Regions from separate parts of the Alosa sapidissima genome. Here region 2 is linked to region 1. The links are chromatin contacts, called in public Hi-C maps. All regions are on one chromosome and are shown on one strand. Each heading gives the region's core, a stretch centred on a gene start, on an enhancer-like site or on the middle of the called end of the contact. The rest is flanking DNA. Distances are from core to core; before and after follow the strand shown. Region 1 holds the start of utp18 (U3 small nucleolar RNA-associated protein 18 homolog). Region 2 holds the start of si:dkeyp-113d7.10.

Evidence for each region. A called contact is a pair of places that touch in the nucleus more often than the background predicts.
Region 2: a contact with region 1 is called in a Hi-C map of muscle, with 13 times the contacts expected there. The contact joins the promoter of si:dkeyp-113d7.10 here to the promoter of utp18 in region 1. A contact is called at or near these places in 2 of 2 Hi-C or Micro-C datasets (both in muscle).

Annotation. Positions count from the first base shown.
Region 1 is chr3:35,817,308-35,819,967 of fAloSap1.pri, forward strand. utp18 (U3 small nucleolar RNA-associated protein 18 homolog) reads right to left here and starts at 1,322. Exons shown (of 13, transcript XM_042086332.1): 1 at 899-1,322; 2 at 556-695; 3 at 196-291; 4 at 8-75. The coding sequence starts at 1,093. LOC121705386 (nucleoside diphosphate kinase B) reads left to right here and starts at 1,639. Exons shown (of 5, transcript XM_042086333.1): 1 at 1,639-1,793.
Region 2 is chr3:35,985,749-35,988,408 of fAloSap1.pri, forward strand. si:dkeyp-113d7.10 reads left to right here and starts at 1,316. Exons shown (of 5, transcript XR_006030898.1): 1 at 1,316-2,660.

The DNA.
Region 1 (2,660 bases), core at 72-2,571:
CATTTACCTTTCTTCTTCTTCTTCTTCACTTCCTTCTCGGCCCAGGAGGGGGCTCCACCCATAGACTTTTGGAACCTGGAAAGCATTAAACACAGCAGGCATTACAACTGGAAAAGAAGCCCGGAAATCTCTTAATAGACCTAAATGTGCCCGTGCACTTATTCTCAAAAAAATATGGTAAATAACAACACTTACTGTTCTTTTAGTCGCTGTTGTAGTTTCTGTTTGGTCATTCTGGATTCTGCACTGCCTTTGGTGAAGTCCTTGCGGAACCGGTGTGCCATGTCCACCCTTTAAAATGAACAAATAGACAATCAAACTGTGCTGAGCAACAACTATATGAACAGGAAGGGACTTTTTTTGAACTGTTAAATAATTTAACTGAAAATAACTTTCTGACACTCAAGTATCAGACCAGACCAGCCAAAAGCTTTTAACTGAAAACAAATAACAAATAAACAACACAAGAAATTAAGCATTCCAACAGAGAGATCAGAAAGGAACCATATGTGCCGGTTTATTGAACCTCTACTATTCAAAAACAAATAAACTCACTCTTCCTCCACTTCATCATCGTCATCCTCCCAAACAGCTTTCTTCGCTGCTGGGACCTGAAGCCGTGATTCATTTACAGTCTCATCATCACTGGAATCCCCCTCATCCAGTAAGCTACCCCTCATGTCATCTGCTTCATGCTGAGGGGGAATGGTTGCGCGCACACACACACACACACACACACACACACACACACACACACACACACACACACACACACACAATCATGTCAGAGATCATGGACATCTTACTAACAATAGAGATATTCAACTGAACTTTTAAACCAATACAGCATTAGGCCTAACGTAGCAAAGTTGCTGTCTAACGTCACCTATCGACTTACCTCCAATCTTTCCACCAACTCGTCCTCCGCACCAAAGACGAGATCCTCCAGCAGTTTGACGGATGCATCTTGCTCGCCCAGGACTCTCAGCAACTTAACGTGGTTTTCTCTTTTATTTGCCTCTTCATCCAAGTCCACCTCCGGGTCTGGGGCTCTCTTCTTGCCTTTTCTGACGTGAGGCATGAGTGTTGCCATGTTGTAAAAGAACTCAGTTAGCTAGCTCTCTAGCCTATGTTTACAAGCTTAATGATTAAAGACTGAAGTATGATCGAGGCAACTGTCACTGTTCTGATGTTCTAGATTACCACGACTCTTTCTACATAAAGGTCCGTGCTTCTATCAAATGTACAGAATGATTTTCAGAGGAGATGGAGTCAATTCCACCATTCGAACTGCTCACTGTTTACCACATGGGGTATTCAGAATTTCCGGTTGTATGACCTGTGAACCCGGAAATTTTAAGAACCTTGACAGTACAATATCGTGCCACTAGATGGCAATATTGGGTAAAAAATAAATTGCTCTCATCCAGTATCAATTTCAAACATGATAAGTCAGTCAATACAACGTTTCCTTTTCTTTAATGTCATCATTGCATTACAAGACTACACAGTTACACGCCCAATGATCATCCAACTGATGGTATAATATTCGTGTGTCGCAGTGAAAATATCAGTGCATTCTCAATGCACAAACCCAGGTTCCTCAAAATGTACGGTCATTGGTAAGCTCCAGAACATGGAGGACTGAGGAGGCTGCCACAGCCCACACGTCAGTCATTATTGTAGAGGCCCACCCCTTCGTGGTATAAAAGCCATCTCGACCCTCTTTCCTGTCTCGGACGCATTTGTACTGTTGAGCTCTTGGTGACTCTTGACAGTTTCGTTGGATCCAGGTATGCTGTTGGCATTACTTTTCATTCAGATTGTTTGCAACCCTCTTGGTTAAACCGAAGGGTTTTATATCATGTTTAAGTTGTCATTTGTAAGGTTATAACAGTGACTGCAATATGTCAATGCCGGTAACCTACCCATTAATATGGCGTTTCCGACCATGTATTACTAAAAACCTTATGCCAGCGTAGAGTTGACGTTGCAGGGCTAAAGCTCGATGATTAAAGAAGCGTAAAGCTTGATCTTGTACACAAGTGGTCGTCCACCATCATTTTTGATGCAACATCGGGTTGTAGGTTCCAGACATGTGGACTCGAGTCACATGACTTGGACTCGAGTCAGACTCGAGTCATGATTTTAATGACTTCAGACTTGACTTGATAAAATTCGGCATGACTTGCGACTCGACTTGGACTTGAATACTATTCACTCGAGACTTGACTCGGACTTTGCCTCTTTGACTTGTGACGACTTGACATGTCGAGTCAAAAACTACATTTCCTGATCGTGGACCAGTCACCCCAGAGATGCTTTCCCTCCGCGACTAAAAAAAAAAAAAAAATAGCGGAGACAAGCGGCCAGTCCAGAGCACAGTTCAGTGCTGCCGCTACCCCCACATGCGTTACGCACTGTGTGTAGGGCACCAAGAGACCGAGAAACGACCAACATTTAGCTAATAACTAGTAGCTTTACTGCAAACTGATTCGCACTCTTGTTAGAGAACGTTTACAATGTCAAAATGCACCAACAGCATGTTACATAAAGATGATACTTTTCGAGTCCTCTCCATTAAGATCCAACTTGAACTTTTGCTAGCCTACTCCATTTAATTGAGAACCCCATCTAAGCACGCGCGAGAGGGAGAGAAA
Region 2 (2,660 bases), core at 66-2,565, 170 kb after region 1:
CATTTCTCTTTCTCCGACTGCATTTTTATGAGCCTCATTGTTCTGTTTCAAGAATTTCAATGCATTTTTTCACAAAATCTGGAACAAAGAATCTAGATGTAGCCTACGGAGTGCACAGGAACTTTATTCACAGTACTTTCAGAATGATATGTTTAGGTTACACATTAGGTTACATATAACCTATATGTATAGGTTTTGACATTTGTTTTTCTCTTGTAAACAAATATTTATTAAAATAGCACCATCCAAAAAATATTTGTAAACAGAATTTCAAGTTGTTGTACAGTGGCCTGGTGTGTAAGACCCCTTCCTGGAAGGCAGCAGACTAGGGCATCTGGCCTTGATGAAGGCTAGAGCTGCTGAATCCACCCTGGCCTGCTGGTGTCTGGGTATGGAACGGGCAGGCATGCTGTAAAATGGGCAAAACCACAGGTAATCTGATCCAATGAAAAGTATTTCACAGCAACGCCTTTTTCTTATTGGCCTTTCCACTGAGATGCAAAATTCAGTTTGAGGTTTGGATCAGAAGTGTTGTAGGTCACAGGCCAATAACTGATTCACTGGCAAATTTTCAATTTTTGCCATCATAACATCAACAGATAAATCATTATAATTACGAGGAGTAAAATGACATCCCCTTTTTAATGTAGCTTAAAGATGTATGTATGGCCACGTTGTAAGGAGGAGCCGATGAGAGTAGGCAAGAAGCCTATGACTCCTAAAAACAATTAAACTTTGAAGATTAATTATAAATATATCATGTTTGTGCTCTCGAAAAACATCTTAGGCTCACCGGAGAAATATGCTACACGTTCGTAAACAAGTTCAAATTTGTGTGGCAGGCAGCTGCGGTTTGCAAACCCTGCTCTTGTGCCAGTCGTGCTGCTGCTTACCACCATAACTTTCGCTCGAGCTAGAGCTGCCAGATTTTAGGTCAGTTTCGTTCTCTTCACTTAATCCCTCAAAGCAATTTTCTAAGACCGCCTCTTTCAGCGCAAATTAATTGAGGAAACAAAAGCTTGTCACTTCGTATTATGTGGCAGTGATTCGAGCACGCGTGTCGTGGCAACAACTGATGCAACTGTAACCGTGCAAGCATCCCCCTCTTATATAACAGAAATGAATTATGACAGAGCCAGTGCGCATTCCATGCAAAACCACATGCACTGCAGTGCAGACATCTTTTTGGGAACATAGTCACAGATAATCTCGCAGCGAGCTCATAATCATAGTGCCACAGAACAAAGACAGTTGGGTGCCATGATCTCAACCCCGCTTTCCGGTTAGTTAGTGTTGAGAACACTGCTTTTACCGTACACGAGTTTCAAGCGCGCACAAAATATTGGTGATTTGGGAGGGGGAGTGTCCCTTCAGCCATGATCAAGCCGTGTGAGAACAAGCGTATTTCTTTTGGGAAATTATTTAAGTTAATATTGTAAACAATCCTATGCTTCTGCTATATCCGTGATCAAATACTAGAAGCCGTTGCTGTGAAGAGTCGGGAAAATGTACAGTCTGGCAGTCTTCAGTCGGTAACGCGTTGCAGTCTAATTTTACCACCCCTCGCCTCCATGAGCTACACACACGCTCACCTACATTAGGCTACTTAACATTACTTTAGTTACTCAACAATTACATAACACGCGCTTACTGTTGATCGGAAAATAGTTACGTCGAATTACACAATCCACGTGACAGCAGCAGCACACGCTTGTTTTACACTGTGTTTTAGTCTGGTTACTTTATTAATTGCGATTTGTACCAGAGATCAGGCATTATTTGGCCGTTACGCACTGGGACCCGAGGAAAGAGTAGAAGCATGATGTTTATTTTAAGTTTCTCCAAAATGCAAAGATTTTCTGAAATGTTATGAACAGCCTGTGTGGTATCTTATTACGATTCAGATTAGGCTGTGTTTTATAGGTTTTAAAATTGACATTGACGGTGACGTAGGAAAACAAAACAAATATTAATTAAATTAATGATGGAATAGTTGGTTTAGGGTAACATAGGCCTATTGAACTTGACGCACAAACTAGCAATAATGAAAAAAGGCTATTATTATTATTATGTAATAATAGATAATATTATGATTAGGCATTGACTATGCATTACACAACATAGGTTTTACACCATGGCATTTCATTTTGATTTAGAAATAGGCCTACCTGGTCGAATTAATTGGTTCTCGCACTCAAATATTTTAGCCTACTCCCAAATCTGAATAAAAACTATTCATGGTTAGGGAAAGTTCTCTGTTAGAGCAAAATGGCGTACAACTACTAGTGGCCCATGCTGCAGAAACCTTGAAATTGGTAGGCGATGGCAGGAATAACGTTGCGTCTTCACAAGGGGGATTACGGTAGCATCCAAGGGGTGTACATATGATGCGTTGAAAGAGGAGGTAGTTCTTCATTTCAATCAGTTGTGTGTTGAGTTCTGTCTATTTTTCATTTTTTTTTCGGGGAGAGGGGGGAAGAATGAAAGTGGTCTTCCAACAAAGCGGACATCATGAACGGCGCACTGTATATTTCGTTTTTTCAAGGCCAGCTCGAATCGGCGCTTGAGCAGGTAGTGCAACTCGCTGTTCAGGAAATAACCAAGACTGTTGGTGCCACCTTGAATTCTATGTTGCTGGAAACAACTGCCAAGGACCAAGA